3 separate regions of the Zea mays genome follow, and all the other regions are linked to region 2. Evidence: chromatin contacts called from public Hi-C data. All regions are on one chromosome and are shown on one strand. Each heading gives the region's core, a stretch centred on a gene start, on an enhancer-like site or on the middle of the called end of the contact. The rest is flanking DNA. Distances are from core to core; before and after follow the strand shown. Region 1 overlaps LOC100384763. Region 2 holds the start of LOC103635086 (ATP-citrate synthase beta chain protein 1). Region 3 holds the start of LOC100277329.

Evidence for each region. A called contact is a pair of places that touch in the nucleus more often than the background predicts.
Region 1: a contact with region 2 is called in a Hi-C map of endosperm, with 3 times the contacts expected there. The contact joins the enhancer-like site here to the promoter of LOC103635086 in region 2. A contact is called at or near these places in 17 of 25 Hi-C or Micro-C datasets (bundle sheath, ear, endosperm and 4 more) and 2 of 3 datasets of contacts at active chromatin or transcription factors (leaf and seedling).
Region 3: a contact with region 2 is called in a Hi-C map of endosperm, with 4 times the contacts expected there. The contact joins the promoter of LOC100277329 here to the promoter of LOC103635086 in region 2. A contact is called at or near these places in 6 of 25 Hi-C or Micro-C datasets (ear, endosperm, leaf and 2 more).

Annotation. Positions count from the first base shown.
Region 1 is chr8:38,245,709-38,248,408 of Zm-B73-REFERENCE-NAM-5.0, forward strand. LOC100384763 reads left to right here. Exons shown (of 27, transcript NM_001362469.1): 24 at 1,925-2,153; 25 at 2,279-2,635. Among protein-coding and RNA genes, the nearest start is that of LOC100384763, 17 kb to the left of the region's middle. Within about 2 kb of position 1,438, at least 2 of the 20 cell types and tissues checked have an H3K27ac peak or open chromatin away from gene starts, as enhancers often do. A contact at or near this core is called in endosperm and root tip, where this site is marked.
Region 2 is chr8:38,414,723-38,417,422 of Zm-B73-REFERENCE-NAM-5.0, forward strand. It overlaps LOC103635086 (ATP-citrate synthase beta chain protein 1), which reads left to right and starts at 1,389. Exons shown (of 17, transcript XM_020542379.2): 1 at 1,389-1,650.
Region 3 is chr8:38,660,610-38,663,309 of Zm-B73-REFERENCE-NAM-5.0, forward strand. It overlaps LOC100277329, which reads right to left and starts at 1,339. Exons shown (of 3, transcript NM_001150924.2): 1 at 1,146-1,339; 2 at 905-1,056. The coding sequence starts at 1,227.

The DNA of each region.
Region 1 (2,700 bases), core at 188-2,687, 170 kb before region 2:
GAGTGCAAAGAGAACCCTTGTGGGTTATATGGCATAAAGTACCATCAGCGGTCTGAACAGAGGCATCTTCTGTGATAGGTGTAGAAGAGACTAACTGTGACTGATCAGATGTCACATGAAAGGAGGCCCCTGAGTCAAGAGCCCAAGATGATGGTGGCTGTAGCTGGTGAAGTAGAAGCAATAGCAGCTGAACCTCTAGGTGCAGAACCTGTGCCACGACTACGAGCTACCCGTCGTGCACGTAAATTAGCCAACTTCTCTGGAAATTTAACGAAACAATTTTTAGACCGATGAGTGTTCTTCTTGCAATGCTCACAAGGTAGGGAAGAACTCCTTGCTACATAGGACTGCTTAGCAGTAGCCAACAGCCCAACACACTGTGAGAGCTAGAATCGGTAGTAGAAGGCAAGGATTTGAGGCGAGTCTCTTCAGCAATTAGATCAGACAATGCCTTTGCCATTGTGAGAGTATCAGAACTGTGGAGCAGCCGTGCACAAAGAGAGTCATATTCAGCCTAAACCCCCATAACAAATTTTTATGTAAAAGACTTTTCAATAAACTGATTAGTCGGACATGGATTAGTTACATAGGATGGCACCGTAGATATCAAAGAACTCATAGAACGATCAAAAGCAGAATAGGACTCATCGATAGTCATATCATTCTGTTCAATAGCATGTGTTTGCTGCATAATAGTGTGTAAGAAATCACCACTGTCTTGAACAAATCGACCCTTCAAATGAGACCAAATAGCTTTAGCAGTGGTGAACTTGGACATGCTCCTAATCATGGATGGTTTAGTGCTATTAACCATGGCAGCCATCACCTTGCCATCATTGATCTGCCAAGTTTTAACGTCCGCGGCATTGCTACGATCATCACGTAAAGCAGCTGGTCTTCAGTTAAGTGAAAAAGAAAATAGTGGCCAGTCTGAACACAAAAGGCTCACTCTGGGTAGTTCTGACCGTCCAGAATAATGTTAACCACGATTGCATTGACTGACATGATGACAGGCACCAAAAGATAAACCACGCAGCAAAGTGAAGAGAAGACCTGATCCTTTATTCGAAACCCAATTCACTGTTCAAAAGAAGCAGCACCTCTGGTCCTCGAAGCTGCTCGATTGGTTTGGGGCAGATCTGGACAAGCGAAAAGGCAGATCCTGAGCAGGCCAAGCGAGCAGGGGTCCCAACTTGGATGACACAGACTGGAGACGCGACAGATCCCGAGCAGCGACGAGGCGGGCAGATCCCGACCTGGATGGCATGGGTGGCGCGTAGGCTAGGAGGTCCTAGGACGAGGGCGTCGCAGACGGAAGGGTCCGCAAATGACGAGCGCGCACCAGCGGTCCGGTTCGGGGCGTCTGGACAACGGGCGCGGTCCTAGCGGGTCCGATGCGGACGGAGCAGAGGAAGGTTGTGATGGATTGTGGCTGGGGGAAAAATGGGATTTGGTCCTAACCCTATTGTATCATGTTACTAACCTTGATTAGAGGAAGAGCACTTAGTCCTTAGGACTTGGTAGAATATATATAGGCAAAACTATGGGCCATATGGGCCTTAATAGACTCCACAAGGAGACTTTCTTTAAATTATAATTTCTGTACTTATTAAAATATTCCACCATTATGGATTCATAGGAGGATCAATTCTAGCTAGTAGCTACCCAACAACAAAGGTTACTACACCCACATTAGTGTCTGATTGATGATGTTGAATTATGGATACCTTGCTTAACCCATACTATTATTTTATAGTTTTGTTGTATGGTTCCCACATCATGTGCACACAAAACTCTTAATATTCAGTTAGGATAAGGTCCATGCTGGTGCTTGAAAACTACTGCTGTGAATGTGCATTACTAAGTCCTAATTGTGGTCGCTGGCCAATCTTTTGATACTAACTCTGATCATATTTCAATGTAGTGCCATGGGTTCTGTAACACTATTAACTGGCCAACCAAAGGAGGGTGTTTTTGTTGAAGCAAGATCTGAATCCACAGGTTTTTATGAGGAAGCTACCACGGATTCTTTTGGTAGATTTCGTCTTAGAGGACTTGTGCCTGGATCGACTTACTCTATAAGAGTGGCTGCAAAAGATAATCTTCAGTTTGCAGCAGTTGAGCGTGCTTCACCTGAATATTTGTCAGTTAATGTAAGACTAACATAAGCATTGAAGTCCATCGCACATTCTGCTTGCAGCATATCATATTTTCAGTTATGATTTATGAATGAGGAACTTTTTATTGTTTATATGCTTAACAACATTTGCATTTCTAGGTTGGTCATGAAGACATGACTGGTATTGATTTTGTGGTTTTTGAACGCCCCGAAGTAACAATCTTGAGTGGCCATGTGGAAGGAGATGGCATTGATACGTTACATCCGCATCTCTCTGTTGAAATCAGATCAGCAACAGACTCTTCTAGAGTAGAAGCTGTACTTCCTCTTCCTCTTTCATACTACTTTGAAGTCCGAGATTTGCCCAAGGGCAAGCATCTTGTTCAGCTTCGATCTGGCCTTCCATCACATACACATAGGTTTGAATCGGAGTTAGTCGAAGTAGATCTGGAAAAGGATCCCCAAATCCATGTTGGTCCCCTCAAATATAAAACTGAGGAGCGTCATCAAAAGCAGGTAACTTTCCACGACTTGCATGAGCATTGCTGTATTCTGTTGACATCGTAATTTTGCATTCCCAA
Region 2 (2,700 bases), core at 139-2,638:
TGCCAAACTCCTTTTTGGGCCTGTTTAGTTTTCTTCTCGGACGAGCCAAGCGTTTTTAGTAGCTAGGTCGACCACATGCCATAGATGGTGTCTGGTTATGATACTCATAAAACCAGGGTGTTGTTTGGTTCACATATTTGTAATGTAATCGGCAACAAATAACGTTAAATCATGTTTGTTTAAGTCTAATCGTAATCGAATATCACACTAAAAATTGATACCAGCCTATTCAATCGTGTTACCACTGGTAATCAAATGTAAACCGTTACCGTTACCATTTACGTTATATTTTGGGAACCAAACAGCACCCAGGTTGCTCAAAGATTTTATTTAGTTACCTATATACAAACATAGTTTGTCCCCACACGACGTGTAAGTACATGCATCGATTTGCACCGTGGGAGCCATCATGCGCTGGAGGAACCAAGAAATTTTTTCATGCCACGGTGCCAGAGAATTGCCTTTGCATTACGTGTAGGGTTGGACACAGGGGCGGACCTACGTTGTGGCCAGTGGGGGCACAGGCCCCCACTCAAATTTCTGGTTCCAATGAACTTTTTATCTTAATTACTGTAGATATAAAAGGCCATTAGATAGTAAGCTTGTATTTAGGCCCTCACTCAGTAGTTGGGCCCCCACTCAGATTTTGGGCTGGGTCCGCCCCTGGTTGGACAAAATGCTCGTGACTTATCGTCTCACTTGATTCGTGGTCGGTTTGTATCGGATCGTTTGGATTTTTCATTAGCTGAGCTAACATTCTAACTTAGTTTGTTAGGGAGTCGAGACAAATTAGCTCGACCTAATTACGTCACAAGGCCCGAGGGTTAAACCATGCATCCAATCACGCATGCATTATATCACCAGAGCTTGGTCTGGCAGGATGCAGAGAACCAAACATTATACGCCTAGTTAATACATACCGCTGCAAGTTTGGAAATGATAAATTCTTTAATGAGCATGCGCATTTTCAAACACGTGCCAGCCTACAACCAAAAGTACATTTGACAAATACGGAGTCCTAAATACTAAGACCAACTCCAGCAGCACTCCGTATGCGGCTCCGTATCCCTTTTTTGCACAACGGAGCACACTATTCATCAGTCCAGCAGTCTCCGCATCCGTCTCCCTAAAACACACGCCCTGTACCTGCACTCCCCTTTTCCACGGTTTCTCTCTCCTCTCCGCAGCTGACTGCATGCGCTCGCGGCTGCTCGCGGGCCCCAGCTGTCATAGACTGCATGCGGAGTGCAAATATGGAGTCTGCTGGAAATGGAGACAGATACGGAGAGGAGAGAGAAACTATTGGCCGTGCTAAATACGGATACGGAGAGGGAGTCTGTTGGAGTTGGCTTTGAAACGACACCCACAGGCCACAAGTCCGTTCCTACGGTTCATGGACCTTGTCCAGACAGTCCTCGCAGCGGAGTGGGGCGGGCGAAGGGCTCGTGGGTAGATGGGCAGCGCGTCGCTCGCCTCGCCTACTCCTCACCGGCCCCGCATCCTCCATTTCTCCACCGCTACTATAAATTCCTCTGCTTCCGCCCAGCTCTGCTCCGCCAGTCCCAGCGACGCACCAGTGATCTCCCGGCGAAATCCCGCTCCCGCGTCCCCCCTCCTCCGGCTGCCTCTGCCGCGCCCCCGCTCCGGAAGGTTCGCAGCTTCAACACCCACAGCATGCACACTCCCCCGCTGCTTCTGCTGTCGTTCTCCCTCTCTGTGGCATTAGGCCGAACGCTCGGCGGCCCGGATCGCTGGGGCCGCGGATCTGAGGATCCGCGTGCGCCGCTGCTGTCGGGATCGCGCGTGGATCTCGCGCCTCGCGTGTGATTTAGTGGGTTCGAGTGGGAATGGGCTGCATGCATGCTGCTTGTGATCTGAATTTGGCCGGGAAATGATCCCATGGCGCGAGTTTGGTCCGATTGCTGCCAGTTGGTGCGAGGAGTCGTAGGGTTTTGTTGGGTACTGATTATTTGGACTTCCCAGTGCGGTTTTTTGTACTGATCTGAGGGGATCTAGCGGTCTGGTAGTGTTGGGTTTGGTGGCTTTGGCAGCGGCAATTAGCGAGGGTTTAAATTTGCCGTGTTCGGGAAGTTAACTTCGATACTCATTCTGGCTTAGTCCGTTGTTAATGATCGTTTGACTCGTTTCCATGTGATGTCTATGATCTCCTGGGAATGGTAACGTTATCACTTAACAATACTGTGGATTTTAACTCAATGACTCGCACGTTATTAGCAAGAAAAAGAAAATGAGATTTGGACAGCAGGAATTGTAGTGATACCAATATTGGACTCGGATGCTCGAGAAACAAAGATTTTTGGATGACTCGGATGTTGTAGCCTATAATTTGCTTGATCTTGGCATTGAAGAATGGTTGAATTAGTGGGGCAATGATGCCAATACAATGTGCTGGTGGGTTGTACTTGAGATCTGATTTTCTGCTACGATTTTGGCTTCTTTATGGTGTCCATTTTGGATGTTGAGCAGTATTCTGTATGTTGTACTTGAGATCCGATTTTTCGCTCTTATTTCATCTCCTTTACGGAATGCTTCTGAATATTGAGCAGTATTCTGCGGGTTGTCAACCTTCCTGTTTTATTTGGTGTACAGTGGATTTGGGAAGACAAGCTCACACCTGGAATCCAGTGTCCTGTTTATGCTTTTGTATTTTGGATGCGGTCATATTTTGATAGGATTTAA
Region 3 (2,700 bases), core at 89-2,588, 250 kb after region 2:
TGCAGCTAAAAGTATGGCCTAGTTTTTAGTATTTTTAACACCAACTAGCCAAAAGGTTTCAATTCTGTGGTGATCTTGGTTGCTCGGTGGCTGTGGAAACATCGCAACGCTTGTGTTTTTGAGAGGGCATCTCCTTGTGTCCACCTCCTGCAGTACATCGATGATGATGCCACTCGTTGGTCTTTTGCTGGTGCTTCTGGTTTGGCAAGGTTCTAGCCTGAGTCCGGTACTCCGGTTGGCAGTAGTAGAAAGATTAAGCTTGTTTTAATGAATCCTTTCTTGTACTCTTGTTTTTTGGCCTCCGTAAGGATTTGTATTTGGACTGTTCTGTTTCTGGTCTATTGTTGGACCATCTTTTCTTCTTAATATAACGATGCACAGTTCTCTTGTGTGTTCGAGAAAAAAACAGCAACCAGCCAAAAAAACAATTCTCTCACAAGAAACATATCCCATTAGCTTCGTTTTTCATTAGAGTTTTTTCAGCTTCTGTGGCCACTAGATAGATGTAGGATATAATAAAACCTAAGGGATACCACCCCAACAAAATAATCACTAGAAATTATGCTTGGCTATTTGTCGTAAAAGCATGTTAAGTTCAACCATAAACATGCAAATTGCATCACATCTTAGGCAACCTAACTATACGAAAAGAAGAAATTTATATGTCAGCAACCCAAAAAACACAGCAGCAAATCTCCTCACTAATATTTGACAAGAACATACAAATTCAGATTGGATGCAACAATACAATATTTGTACAGGAGCATCATAGCCTTATACAGACAAAACACAATCAATCCCAACATTTATGCGACGAAACGCTAAGAAAACAAGTCACCACATCAGCAACTCGCTTGTGGACTATAGACTACAAGTGGCACAAGAGGAGGAATCAAATCCTTACATGCTTGCAGGGGATGCCGAGCTTCTTGAGCCGCAGCGTGCGGGCCTCAAGGAGCCTCTGGAGGTCGCCGCCCACAGCCTCCTCCAGCTTCGCGGCGTGCGCCTCCACCCCTTTCCCGACGCCGTTCAGGAACTCCACCACGCCGACCTTGGCTGCACCCGGGAAGGAAGGATCCGACTCCAGTCACGAAAAGCAAGCAGAAGCAGCACGGGATTTGTTATGGAGGTCGGGGAGGGCGTACCATGGTAGGGCTGGGCGTGGAAAGATCTCGCCTGGCCGGCGAGGAGAAAGCGGCACGCGTGAGAGGCGCACGCGAGAGCCATTTGACGGAGAAAGAAAGAGCCACTCTAGAGACGGGGAGGAGACGTTCTGGCGGGCTGGCGGCGGTGAGAAGGGCGCAGCGCAGCATGCAGAGCTCGTCGCCGTCCGCTTCAATGGAGCGCCTCTCCGCTCTTCGTAGCCTTTCCACGCTGCCCAGTTCGGCCCAACAGGCAATAGACAGCGGCTGTTCTCTCACATATAGCCCAGGTCCAGCTGCAGGCTTGAGGGCTGGCCTGCCATGGACTCGAATCTTCGTTTTCTTTAATGGCAGAAATCTGTTTTTTTGAAATGTTTTCCACCAAGGCACTCCGCACTAGGGCCGAATTTCCTGCTCATTTCTATTCGAAAAGCACCTACTACTCTATAAGGCTGTAAGAGCATCTCTAATAGTTATGTAAATTTAGCACCCTAAAATATAGATTTAAGAAGTTGCTAAATCACTTTAAGTAGTAGAAAAATATGTGCTCCAACAGTTCTCTATTTATTAGTTGCTAATTTTTAAAATTATCCACGTCAACAAAAAAAGTGAGCATGCTTTCTATTTTTAATTGAGCTAGCACATCAACAACCTTCCATAATGTCTTGGAAGTTCGAAGTTGTCGATGGAGACCAGAAGGTCACCGCGACAACGGCATGAAGACAACACATGGCACCGGAGATAGATTTGTGCTCAACGGGACGGTGAGATGACACAAAACAGTGGTCGAAATATGGTTTCACGGTGGATTTAGAACCAACATTGATTTAGGGAGTCCCAACGTGGTTGGTAAATATAGGGATAAATTGGATTTTGTAGCGAGTTTGTAAATTTAAGGACCTGCTTTACATAACTGTTGGAGAAGAGTTTTTCCGGAAAACTTCTTAAATTCATATTTAGGGAGTTGTTTACATAACTATTGGAGATGCTCTAAGACAACGTCCCTGCTGCCCTGCTCTCCGTGGATGGAAGGACGAAATTATAGGGATGCCTCCGCGCCCGCCCCGCCATCCTTGCCCTCGCCTCGCTCTGCATCGATGGAAGGGCGTCGTTCCAGGGATTACCTCCGCGGCAGCCCCCACCATTCTCGCCCCCGTCCGCTCTCCGCCATCCTCGCCCCACCCGCCCCCACCATCCACAGGGCGACACCATGCCCCCGCTCCTCTCCCCTCCGTGCCATCCTCGCTCCGCGCCCGCCCGCACACCCCGCCATCCTTGCCCTCCTACGGGCAGGTCCTCGGCGCCCCTTCCCTTACCCCCATCGTCCCCGCGTATTTGTATCCGGGGTTCGCTCAGGTTGCCTTGCCTCGCCAGGGCCCACAGCGCGGTCAGGGAGCATGGTGGGTGGGGGTAGCGTCGTAGTTCGATGGATTAGGTCTATATGTAGCGTCGTAGTTCCCCAATCTCAATCTTCACCTCTCTTCAGGTCTATGTCGTCTAGACACGCTTTGGGTCGACAACCGGAGCAAACCTATGATCTCTCCTCTCCAGCGGGGTC